Regions from separate parts of the Mus musculus genome. Here region 1 is linked to region 2. The links are chromatin contacts, called in public promoter capture Hi-C maps. All regions are on one chromosome and are shown on one strand. Each heading gives the region's core, a stretch centred on a gene start, on an enhancer-like site or on the middle of the called end of the contact. The rest is flanking DNA. Distances are from core to core; before and after follow the strand shown.

Region 1 (6,638 bases), core at 693-3,192, 2.0 Mb before region 2:
CCTTTTACGTGGATATTTTGGCGGGGGATGGGAGAGGGCAAGACAAGTTTCCCTAACATTAGGGATCTTGTTCCACTTTGGTCCCCAGAATCTGCTATGGTAGAAAAGACATGGTGTGTGGTGAACATGGTAGAAGCCAATAGAAGTATTTCACATGAGATGGTCTTTCTGTCCACCTTGGTGACTTAAAGACACCCGCACCCTTGGGGCTTCAGTGCGGTTCGTCTTCCCACTGTACAGATGAAGGGCAGCGGGGTGGCTGGTTGCCTGAGGGCTGGGCTGGGTGGCTGCCCGCGCGCCTGCGCCCTCTGCTGCTCCGGTCCTGGCGCGTCTCTGTGCGTGTGTGTCTGCCTGGGGAGAAGAGGCTTGGGTGACAGGCCAGAGGTTGGGGGAAGAGTTAGCCAGCTCGACTCGCAGTCTCACTCCCTGATTTCTCGGCGGCGGGACCGAGACGGTCTCCGCAGGCGGCTGGCCCATCTTCCCCCACCGCTGCCGTCCTACAGCGGCTGATCCTCTCCCAGCCCGGCAGATTGGTCGTCACCCTCGCTAGTGAGTTGCGAAAGCTTGTGCGCCTAGCAGAGCGGCGAGCTGTGCCTGGCGGTTCTGTCCTCCCACCGGCTGTGTGTGTGTGTGTGTGTGTGTGTGTGTGTGTGTGTGTGTGCGTGCGCGCGCGCGGAGGGGATGTCCCTAGGATTCCGCGTTGGTTCCGAGAGCTCGGGGCGGGGATCCGCGTGTCCATCCCATGCGAGTCTGCGTCGCGATGCGGCTGCTCCCTCAGCCAGGGGCTCCGACGCCGGGATTCCCCAGCTCGGCGTGCAGCCACGGGTGGAGTTCCCCGGGAAGGCGCAGGGGTGAGCGGGCGGAGCCCAAGTGCCGGCTTGCAAGCCACTGGCAGTCCGGTCCTGAACAATACTGGGAGATGTTGTAGCCGCCTCTCTCATCTTTTTTCTTTTCGCAGCAGCATCACAAAAGCTCAGAACGAAACCCAACGCAGCAGAACCCCAATGCCTCCCATCTGGTGCACTTCGCCGCCGGGGCAGGAGGAGTATAGGGTTCCCCAAGATTAGGGATGGGGTTTACAGCGGAGGCGCACCTGTATTAGCGCTCGCTGAATTCAAACCAAGCGCTGGCTCGCACAAAGTGAACTCGTGTGTGTGTGTGTGTGTGTGTGTGTGTGTGTGTGTGTGTGTGTGTTATACTTCAGGCCTTCGCACACCTCACGCTCTCAGGGTGTGCTTGGCAAATAGCACACCTCCGGGCCGGCGTGCCTGTGTTGAGCCGTTTCGGTGGGCTCCCCGCGCACGCTGTGCCAGCTTGCCAGCGTCTCTTTGTTTGGTGTGGCTTCACTCAACCATTTGCAAAGCAAATTGATTTTCGGTTTCGCTCAACCTTGCGCTCTGGGACTTAACGTGGGCCACAGCCTCGAATGCCCTCGTTACTTGTAATTGAATATAGTTCTTTCCGGCAAGGGGCTATTTTTAGTGTAGAGAATAACCACGCAAGCATGTTGATCCCCTCCCCCCACGCGCTGTCTTTGACTTTAAGTAGGTGTTTGATGGAGCGGACGCATTCACATCTCGTCGCGCACACGTGCCAGTGTACAAGTGTGCACACATATTTCTACACGTAGTTTTCTTTCTACCGCTTAAAAATGTATTTTAAAATTTGAGACCAGGAATGTATTGTGTGCTTGTAAAAGGAAAAAAAAAACTTTCCTTTGTTCTTCTGGGAATCTTCTATTTTGAGTCATGGAGTAGGAGTACCAGAAGGTTGCTATTAGTTCACTCGAATAAAAGACACTGCCTTCTGAGTCAGAGCTGCCAGGCTGATAATTATTAACATATAAAAGCAAACGCACTGTTTAAGGCAAAAGGGGCGGGGCGGGGGCAGGCCCGCCGCAGACAATGAGCGAGAGTCTTGGCGGACCGCCTGCTGCTCATTGTTCCGGGACTTGAGGCTGCAGTCTCTGCAGGTCCCTCCTGCACGGTTCAGCTCCTGGCTAGCACCTCGGTCCCTCTGGGGTCCACGAGGTTACTTAGCACTAGTCACCGGACCCCGGGTTGCCAGCCCCAAGTGCATCCGTCCCTCTGACCATCAATTCTCTGCTTTACAGGTCGGCAGCTTCACGACCCTGTGTGTCACAAGCCTTGCGGTGGGCACCGAACACCCCTGGAGCCACAAAGTGGGATGTTGTTCGGACAGTTGCGCTAAGAGACCCCACACTGGGCCCAGGTCGCTCTAGCTTCTGGCCACCGTCTGAGAGGCGGCGGCGGAGGGGATGAGCACCGGACGCGCAAAGCGCCTACCGCGAGCTATCCCTGAGAGTGGACACCAAGCAGGACTCCTCGAAGGACCGCGTGGACCTTTACCTCCCCCGGTACAAGGTGGCTTCTTGTTGTGCCTCGGGTCAGGATGCTCTGGGCACCTCCCTGCTGCTGAGATGTTTTGCTTCCAGGCTCTGCCATCCCCAGCCCGGGTCTCAGGAGGAGACGACTGAGTGGGCCGGGCATCAGCCCCTCGTTCAGGTGGATGAAAAGTGCCGGAGGCCTTATATGGAATCAGCGATCACATTTTAAGAGCCATGGACGAAGGGGATGCGCAGTCTCGGGCCCAACAGCAGCTAGAGGCACCGTCTTCGGTTGGAGCTGTCCAAGAGAAGTGCGAGTCAGAGTCCTTCAGGTCTAAGAGTTTACCGGTCCTGCACAGCGCCTCCTGCCGGCAGAATTTCAGTGCTGGGAATGCAGATGGCAAACTGGCCTTGGGTTGCAATGAAGCTCCAGGTCGCCAGGAGACGCATCTAGGACGGAACTTGATAGTCCCCAGCCCTTCTGCTCCATCCACTTCGGCAGGCACTACAACGGAACTCATGGACTGTAACCACAGGATGGACCCCAGCAAAACTGTGTCAGTATCTTCCACTTTGGCCACACTCCAGGAGAGAAGGTGTCTCTACGTGGTCCTTACGGATTCTCGCTGCTTCTTAGTGTGCATGTGTTTTCTGACTTTCATCCAGGCGTTAATGGTCTCTGGGTACCTGAGCAGTGTCATCACCACCATCGAAAGGCGCTATAGCTTGAAGAGTTCTGAGTCAGGGCTGCTGGTCAGCTGCTTTGATATAGGAAACCTGGTGGTGGTGGTGTTCGTCAGCTACTTTGGTGGCCGTGGGCGAAGGCCCCTATGGCTGGCAGTGGGTGGACTTCTTATTGCCATCGGGGCTGCGCTCTTCGCTTTACCTCACTTTATCTCACCCCCCTATCAAATCCAAGAGTTGAACGCTTCGGCCTCCAACGATGGCCTTTGTCAGAATGGCAACTCCACAGCCATCTTGGAGCCTCCTCCCTGTCCCAAGGACTCGGGAGGAAATAGTCACTGGATCTACGTGGCTTTATTCGTTTGTGCACAGGTTCTCATTGGAATGGGCTCTACACCGATTTACACCCTGGGACCAACCTATTTAGATGACAACGTCAAGAAAGACAATGCATCCTTGTACCTAGGTAAGACTTGGAATTCTCAGGCATGTAGTTGGCTCACAGTGACATTCTTTTTCTTCCCCAGTCACAAAGGAACACAACCTTTTGTGTTTTCAAGTATATTAAGCATTATGGTTCATTCCTTTTGAGTCCTGCTTTTGGTGTAGTATGTTTTCAGTTTGGGATAAAGAGCTCTTTGAAATAATTTCACAGTTGTCTTTTCTCACCAATACAAAGGCTGAAAAATAGGACAGCACAGGGCCCGTTCCTCTTGTTGTTCACTTTTGGGGAACCTCTATTTGTCAAGTTTATCTTCTAAGCTTTCTTTCCAAGAAATGACCAGAAAGGAGGAGAGCTCACCAGCAGTTTTGAGTCATTGCTTTGCATTGTTACATCTGTTTCTCATCCCTAAAAGCAGATGATGGGGTAGCCAGACCACATATGCTATGTCACTTCACTTCCAAACTCTATTCTGAACATGTCTGATCACCCAGCACCAACAAAGCCTGAAAAACAGTAGATGAATAAGTTATGTCTGCCCACGAGGAAGCAACAGCATGGGCCATGGATTTATCCAAGGCTGTTTTCATTGGGCTTAGAAGACCTCAGTTACTGGAGTTTGTGAGAGTTCATTACTGTCTTCTGAAGAACACAGGCTCTTGGGTTTCATTCCTTGCCTTTCATTTAAGAGCACAGCAGACAGAGGTGTTTGGGATAAGTTCCGGGTATCCATGGGAGGTCAGCCAGGTATGCACAGGGCTAACCGAGTTTCTAGATGTAACTTTGGTGGTTGTCAGCATCTCTCTGTAGTTAGTAATTGCTCCTTCTAAAGTGCACTAAAAGATGGTTTTGAACCCCTGGAAAGGATCAGTGTTGTTAGACCAGTTAATTGCTCTCTGTTCTGTTTTGCTGGAGTCCACCTAACACTTAAAACACCTAAAGGCACTCTGTGTGTGTGTGTGTGTGTGTGTGTATACATCTGTGTGTACACCACAGGACAACCTTGGATGTTGTCTTCTCTCTCTCTCTCTCTCTCTCTCTCTCTCTCTCTCTCTCTCTCTCTGTCTCTCTCTTTCTCTCTCTTTCGTTCCTGGCTTAGAATTCACCAAGGAGCTCACCTATGTGGCTGTTTAGTAACTTCTTAGCTATGTGTTGGTAGATTCCTTGATGTCTGAATGAGATTTTCCAAGAGAGTGAAGAAGATGGTCAGCTTAGAAGGGCTGTACTTTGTCTTTAGTTTACCCACTGCCCTTGGAGTTACTAACTTAACTTTGTTAGTAAATATACGCACAAATGGTAAAATAAGTATCAATATACCCACTCACTAGACTTAATAATTCCTTATTTTATCAACTGTGTATGGTGGCCAATACCTGTAATTCCAGCACTAGGAAGGGTGAGGTAAGAGCATTGCTATGGTTTTTAAGGTCACCCTGGGCTACATGGCGAGTACTAGGCCAACCAGGGCTACATGGTAGATACTGTCTCAAACAACAACAAAAACTCCACTTTGTCATGCTTAAAAGAATCTCCGTATGTGTGTGTATATTTGATGTGGGGAGCTTACTAGCATCTCCCCAATATGTGTGTATATATTTGACATGGAGAGCTAAGCTAAGTGTGTAGGTACCACTAAGCTTCATTGTGCCTCTTCTAGAAATAAGGGTATTCTGGGATTGGAATGTAGCTGAGCTGTAGAGTACTTGCCTCATGAAAGATGCTCTGGAATTGCTCTCTAGAACTACCAGTAAGTAGGTAAACAAACAGGGAAACAAATAAATGCATTCTTTTCCATACTGACAGATGTATCCACATGGTAAGAAAGTTAAGAACTAGTTCCTAATATTGTCAAACACCTTTCCAAATTCAAATTTCAATTGCCACCCGAATTCTTTTATAATTACTAATGTTAAACTCAGGAATTCCTCAAAGGTCATTTATTAATATAATTACATTTGGCCATTTGCCATTGTAGCTTTCATAATGGAGAAAATACCTCAACCTGTGTGTGTGTGTGTGTGAAGTTGACCTTTTGACTTTTTTGAAATAATTATAAATTGATGACTGCCTTAGGATACATTTTTTAAGGAAACTCCACCATAATTCTGACTTACATTAAATTAATTTTAGTAATCAATACAAGATTTTTTTTCTTAGAAAGAGGCTCACAGTGGAACCCAGGCTGGCTAGGATTCATTAAGTTTGTAGTCTAGGCTGGCTTTGAACTTTCAATACTTTTGCCTCAACTTCTTGGGTGCTAAGGTAACAGGCACATACCAACACGCCTGATCAAACCCTTTCAAATGGGCTTTATAGGTTCTTTCTGAACGAATTACGATCAGGAGACTAGTGTTTTCCAGACTACAAGCAATGTTACCCAGTCAGAATGTAGGGATTCCTTTCCAGTGAGTAATGAGGGGAAAACACCTCATGTTATTTCTTCACAAAGCTGTTGTCTGCGTTATCCATCTCCTTCCTCTCTTTTCTGACCTTCCTAGTCAGTCTTTCCAGAAAATAGCAACAACAAACCTAATGCCAGATAGCCCCTTAGAAACTGGGGGCAGGAGCAAATATCTGAAGTAACATTAAAACACCAGTATAATGGATGGGGATGTAACTGTGCACCTTCATCTTGGCAAGGCTCCATGATAGCATCCGAGGGTCTAACTGAAGAAGAAATGAAGTCACAGATTCGACAGTGGGGCTTCTACCCACTAACAACTCTGACTCCACTGTGAGGATATAGCCTTAGTGTTGGCTTTGAGTATAGAGAAAACTTTGTCAGTATGAGCAATAAGTTGGGTAGGAAACTAGCCCATGGTTTGTAAATTTATCTCAGAGTGTGGTGTATGTGTGTGTGATACTATGTTGGAAATATATATATATATATATATATATATATATATATATATATATATATATACACACACCACAGGGAAAGGAGAAAAAATGGACACCAAATGGAGATAGAAAGAATGGATGCATTTCTAGAATAGTCAATGGTGGAGCTGGCAAGATTGTTTAGTGGTTAGAGGCACCTGCTGCCAGGTCTAATTTCTGGGACTCACTTTGTGGAGGAAGAGTTACTCCTAAAAGTTGTCATCTGACTTCCACACACACGTTTTGTCACATGCTTCCCCCCTCACCACAGTGAAGGAGGTGTAA
Region 2 (6,771 bases), core at 1,525-4,024:
CATATCAACTACAGATGAGCAAGCAAAACTCAAAGGGGACACAATGCTGCTGCAAACAATTCCCTGAAGAGAAAACTGAAGAATGTACTATGAATAGATTTTAGGTTTTGAGTAGTTTTGACAAAAAGAAGCCAGAGTTAATTTTTAAAATCACATCCAGAGTGCTAAGGATGGAGTTCATGCCTCTAGTATCAGCAAGTCTAAGGCCAGTCTGGGCTGCATGGTTTTCTGTCAGGTCAGCTCTGGGCCACAGAATGAGGCTGTTTCTCAAAAAAAGGAAGGAAGGGAGGGAGAGAGGGAAGGAAGAAGGAGGAAAGACATTGAGACCAGCAAGTACATTTGCATAAATTGCACATAATGAAAAAAAGCAGAGCTCATAATTTCTAAATAATGAGCAAAATACTATTTCTAAAAAGAAGGTGCAATTGATTTTATACTTCTATTATCTCTTGTCTCATTGTTACAGAATAATGAGTTTTTAAATCTAAAAATCAGGTGTTCAGATAAAAGGGAAAACAAACAAACATCTTATGTGTGTTTAGGGTTGTTTGTTTGTTTGTTTGTTCGGTGTTTTTTTTTTGGTTTTGTTTGTTTGCTTGTTTGTTTGGAGACAAGGATTCTCTGTGTAGTCCTGGCTGTCCTGGAGCTCACTCAGTATACCAGGTTGGCTTCAAACTCAGAAATCCGCCTGCCTCTGCTGTGACTGTGGGCATGTGCCAGGCTGTGCGCATGTGCAAGGCGAACATTATTTTAAATAAAGATCAACAAGTTGGGTTTTGATTTTTGTTTTTTGTTTTTGTTTTTTGAGACAGGGTTTCTCTGTATAGCCCTGGCTGTCCTGGAACTCACTTTGTAGACCAAGCTGGCCTCGAACTCAGAAATCTGCCTGCCCCTGCCTCCCGAGTGCTGGGATTAAAGGCATGCGCCACCAAGTCCAGCTCAAATTAGGTTTTGAGACTCCCTGTTTCTGCAGCTTAGCCTTGGCAGTCCCGGTTTCCATCTATTTTCAGAAAGGCTCTTTCTAAGAATGTCGCAGACCCTTCAAATCCAAAGACTTATCACCCAACAAAGTTTCATGAGAGTCAAATTTGAAGTCATTAAAAGTTTTATCTCCTTAAAAACATGCTCTTGTCAATGACTGCTACATGAACACATACAATAATCCTACCTATCACTGGTTACCAGGGTATTCTCCCAGCACGTGAACCTCAAAGAACGTGGCCCCCAAGCGTGGGTAAAATGAATTTGAGAATCCAGCTTGTGTGTTATGCATCTCCTGAGACCTGAGATGTTGTTCTTCCTGACACAGCCAAGTGAATTTCTACAGGGTGGCTGCTAGCACAAACTTTACAGACTGAAGGAAACTGAAGGAGGAAGTTCGGAGTTTGAAACATTTCCCTTCCAACCTGGGGCTGGGGGCAGGATAGAACACTGGGATGAAGGAGAAAGTGGCCGGAGGATCTGGGTGGGGTTTTAACTCTTTTTCTGAAGGCCGCTCTCAAATATATCAGGATGGACAGGAACTGGCTGTAAATTCTTTGTATTTTCCGCAATGAGGAAAATTCCATCCTTAGGTGATGTCTCAGGAGTTCATTTTCCCACAGTTTTTCCTCTTCTGCTCTGAGACTGAATGAAATGATTTGGGGGCAGAATTCCAGTGAGTCAAACTGGGACCTGGAAACAGCTCCTGCCCAGTCTGTGAAACCCTGAAATTGTCGACTCGAGGTGAGTTTCATGATACCATTTTCAAGTGGTCGGCGTGCACAGGAGACTAGGACCCAAGTGGAGGGCAGATTTAAATCAGGAGAAAGAAGATTGTAGAGCTGTGAGGGAGGCGCACACATGTGGCTTTAATATGCAACAGCTGCCAGGGATGGTGACCCCGCTGCTCTTGCTCCTTCGCCTCCACCCTCAGAATCCAACGTTTCAATGATTATACCTAAAGGGACTTCACTGCTGTTGATCTAATAACCGACTCCGGCTACACAACATTCAAGGACTTTTAAAACACTGCATGTACCTGAAGGTAGCAAATTGAGACACAAAATCAAAACAAAATATGAGCCGAAAGAAAGAGGATAAGGAAAATGACACAATGAAATTTGCCCTGGGAGATGGATAAAGAAAATTAAGCGCAGATGGAACAGGCAGAATGGCCACTGGTTAACTTCTCCCACGCGAGTTCTTCAAGGCCTTGGCCACTCTGCACCCGTTCATCTACAGGTCTGTCCCCCGAGTCCCCGCGGTCCCCGCGTCACCTTTACGGATGCCGGGTGCTGGCGCAGACAATGCTCCAGACTTGGTGCCGTGCGCGGGGCCGGCTACTCACCGACACCAGGAACTCCAGCGTGCCCACGTAGTCGCGCTCGGTCTTCTGCAGCTCGCTGAGCACGCACACGCGCAGGCGAAGCTGCTTGTCTACTTCCCTGGCGCTTTCGTCGCTCATGGTGGCCGGCGGGGCGCGGAGCTGGGGGCAAGTGCGCTGCCCCGCGCCTGCTGCCGCCACTGCCGCCACTGCCGCCAGCAAAGTTGCCGCCTCTGCCGAGTCCCAGCCGGAACGCGTAGCTTCACATGCTGGCCGGAGGCCGGGGTGTGGGCAGAGGACTGTGCTCGGGCTGCGGTGCGAGCGCGGGACGCGCGGGACGCGCTGGACTCAGAACGGGACAGTCCCCGGAGAGCGGGAACCCAGCCCGGCCCGCTGCTCCGGCCTCACGCGGCTCCAGCCCGAGGGGAGGCGGCTCCAGCCACAGCGGTGACTTGGACATCAATCAAATGCTTTCAATCCATGTGACTCCGACCCTTTACCCTTAGCCAAATCTCAGGAAAAAGGAAACACAACCCTGGGGAAGTGTATCCTGCCAGCTAACTAAACACACACACACACACACACACACACACACACACAGGATGGAACTAATCCGAGGTTCCCAAACCTAGAAGGACACTTGTGAGGGCTGCTCTTGGGAATCCCGCCCACTGTTTAGCTTTAATGTGTTTTGCACCAAGTCTGAAAGCAAAGAAACAAGTCCCCGCGGTTACATAACTGCTTGGGAACAAAACAACCACACCACTGACCCTCCCGCGTTTGACAAGGAACACATTGATTTTGAGTTTTCGTCTACTACGAAACAGGTTCGGTTTATAGAAAAAAACAGCAAACAATGTTATTTCACAGGCAGACAACCTCTGTCAAAGCTTGAAATGTCAATTAGTGTGATAAATGAGGACATCAGAGCAAAGTAGCAGCCCTTACCTATGCACTGATTCACATAGAATAAGCATCACCCTGGCTGAGTACTTTGTAACACCGGGTGTATCTAAATTTTTTAAGTCTCACTGTAGTATTTCACTATCAGTTTAAATTCAAGAATATTTGTTCTCAGCTGTTTCCAAGAATTGTAATTTTAAAAAGATACAAATGTTGGATGAGGATGCATAGTAGGTGATTGACAGATGATACCTGAAAGACAGGTGGATGATAGCTGATTGACAGAGGACACACAGAAGCTAGTTATGCTTCAGTTTTGAAATGGAATGGCCAACGCATTTGATTTTAATGTTTAAGTTTATTGAATTCTCCCTTGGGACCAGAACCAAAACCTATAAATCTAACAAACCAAGTGATCCATTTGCATTTCCATCTAGATATTATCAACACATACTTTCAGAGCCATTTTTTCTACTTTACATAGTGTACAGCTAATGACATTTAAATAAATGGAAGTCGCACTCCTGAGGCAAGGAAGAGGCGGCCAAACTTGTTCCAAGATTCAGCAACCTGAGATAAACTAAAGATGTTTCCCTCGTTATTTACACTAAAGTTATCTCCAGTTTCCCATAAGTCTTTTCAAAATATGATTGTGACTTCCATGAAACAAAAAGGAATCTCGTACCTTCTTCTCATATTAAAGATTCAATATTTGAATAATATGAATGACGCTGATGGGAAAGGTAGCTTTTCTGTTTCCCTTGCATCTGGCTATTTAGAGGCAGCCAGGAGCAAAGGGCAAATAGTGTGGACAGCTTCACACAATAGCAGAAGAACAAAGGACGCAAAAGACAGACCTCACAGAGCCTGGTAAACAATAAACAAAAGAAACCAGAAAGCAGAGGAAATACACCCAACAGCTAGTGGGAATCAACCTCTCTGTGTTCCACAGGTAGTAGTGAATGAATGCACTTTTTGCCCCCAAGAGAAAAAAATGATATAAACAAGACAGAGTTCCATCTAGTGCTCTGAATGAAATAGAATGTTTTCTCTTGCCATTTGTTCCCAGTTAGAAAGCCACATTTCTATCAAGCCATTTTGTCTATGTATAGACCTCTAGAGCAAGCATCTTACACTTGAAGAAAAACGTACTTGAGTCTTAGTCATCATTGAGGCTTTACCTATCCAGAAACTTTGGCTGTGTTCTACAAGATGCCTGGGAGACCAGTATGAAAACCATGAAGTGCTAGGATCCGAGGATCATGTAGACCATGAGTGCTAGGAAAATATTTCAGAACACAGGTCATAGGTCACTGCACTGCAGTTACTGGAGGTCTCCTCAAAACGAATATCCCTTCCCCTACCCTCCATGATTTTTTTCTTTAATTATCTCAAACATTATACCCTATATTCTTTCAACAGGGTCCTCAGATTCTTAGACTCCCTAACATTTGAAGTCCACCCTCTAAAGACTTACAATTGAGTTAGGGACAGAGTCAGGTACTTAAATAATTCCATTAAAAGACACACTTCAATAATTGTTTTGGGAAGAAAAAAGCAAGTGGAAGCTATCAGAAAGATATTCATTTTAATTGTGTGAAATTCTTATTTCTCTCAGAAGTGTCCATGGAGAAATTATTATGCTGTTTGTGGTCTCTGCCCTCTTTTCTCCTCCTCCATCTTTGCCTCAGTATCATTTGTAATTAATGAACAACTCCAGGACACCTTGTAGCTCACTCTGCCAAGTCCTCTCTAAGAGAGGACTCTCACAGAGACCTCTGCAGCCCTGGCTGAAGTCCGTAACTTCTCATCAAAGACTTAAGAGCATAAGAAAACAGGCCTAGAATATCTGGAAACTTTCACTTTGATGGTAAATAAGGTCTTTCACAGGCTCTGAATGTGTTGTGTCCCTTCCCACTTCCTCTATTGAAACCTCAGGCTGTGCCTGCCAGGAAAAGGAAGGCAACAAGCAAGATGATGGACAAGAGCCAGGGTTTTTTTTTTTTTTCCTTGAAATACTAATGAGGTTAAAGCCTCCAATAAAAAAGCGATGGGGGGTGGGGGGAGAAGAAGATAGAAATGGCTGAGTTCTGGACTAGCTCAGCCATTAAATTTATTTCGGGTGCATGAACTTGGTTGGTGCAGTTGGAGTGGATTCTAAGGTTCAAAAGGCCCAAGGGCAGAGCACAGTGAGCTTCCTTTGGTTTAGCCCAGAGAAGGACTACTCTGGCCTGAAAGGCTGGAGAGTGCAAGGCTGTCTCTTAGCAGGAAAAGAGCTCTCCACTTGCCTTTCAGAGACCAATCATATTTGTGTCTTGGACATATCAATGCCACTATCAGCTCAGGGAAAGTCACAGATCAAGTCTGGATGCCAGTTCAGTAAGAGCTTAAAAACAAAAGACAAGATTGCTTTACTGCATGACCATCTCATTTAATAGAAACTGGTCTTCGTTATCACCTTAAAGGCTGTAATCTCTAGAAGATGATTTCATGACACCTTGATAGACATAAACAGGCAGAATCATGGAATTACACTAATGTACATATAGAAGACCAGAGCAACAGGTGACTCCTTAGGCTATTTACAATGTAGGTTTCAGTTCATGCTTAATTCCCCAGTTGTTGCACGTCAATTTGTTTACAATTTAATCAGATCAAGTACAGCGAGTTATTGAGTAAGTCATTAGTTCTTTCTTACTTCATTAGTTCTATCTTACTCTTAGAAGGTGAATAGCTTAAATGGCAAACTATAGTACTTGGAAGTCACATTTTAATTACCGATGTGACGTTGTGGGACATAGAAAACAAATCAAAAGTTTGAATGGTACTTCAGTGAGAGGCTAGAGTTCTCTCCAGATGAACTTGATTAAGAACAAGCCACCCTGATAGCCCAATTCTAATGATGTCATGAGAAATCATGTTCTCATTATAAAAACTAAACTTATTAACATCCCAGTAAAACAACCAATGAGTCTAGTGTTAATCTCAGGAAAACACCTTCCCTGTGGTACCCATCTTCCGGCAGAGCCTTTGATTCCTTCCTCAGTATAGGTCTCTGTGACCTTACAGATCTTCAAACCATGCCATACTTCTCTCTTCCTACCTTGTCTTTAGTAGAGAAACTAACAAGGCCCAACATTAACACAGCTGCAACCACATGTCAGTAATGGAGACCACTACTTTGAAGGTCATTACACATAGGTGTGATCAAGGTAAGCCATTATCAGCGAGGCCTTTGCATTATAAAGCAGGAGGGATTGATTATAGGCGGGCCATGCCGAGTTCTTTATACACGAACTGATGAAAGCAGAATACCTTTCCAGGTGTTATTACAGTGGGAAATACAGCTATGGAGAAAGGACACAAGATGCAACAGTGCTGGCCTTACCGGCACATAAGTGTGCCCACAAGCCAAGGACCAGGCAGCCTCTAGGATCTAGGAGAAGCAAGGATCTTACAAAACCCAAGGGAACACAGCCTTGTTAAGACCTTGATTATAACCCAGTATAATTTACATTGTCCCTCTAGCACTAAGAACTGTATAAGGATAAATGTATGTTTAA

The links. Promoter capture Hi-C pulls out the DNA fragments that hold promoters and counts their contacts.
Region 1: a promoter capture Hi-C map of second pharyngeal arch cranial neural crest shows a contact between it and region 2. The contact joins the promoter of Slco5a1 here to the promoter of Prex2 in region 2. A contact is called at or near these places in 4 of 39 promoter capture datasets (embryonic stem cells, hippocampal neurons, liver and 1 more) and 2 of 115 datasets of contacts at active chromatin or transcription factors (astrocytes and stem cell-derived neural progenitor cells).

What each region holds. Positions count from the first base shown.
Region 1 is chr1:12,986,439-12,993,076 of GRCm38.p6, reverse strand. It overlaps Slco5a1 (solute carrier organic anion transporter family, member 5A1), which reads left to right and starts at 1,942. Exons shown (of 9, transcript NM_172841.2): 1 at 1,942-3,497. The coding sequence starts at 2,582.
Region 2 is chr1:10,989,468-10,996,238 of GRCm38.p6, reverse strand. Prex2 (phosphatidylinositol-3,4,5-trisphosphate-dependent Rac exchange factor 2) reads right to left here and starts at 2,774. Exons shown (of 40, transcript NM_029525.1): 1 at 2,330-2,774. The coding sequence starts at 2,446.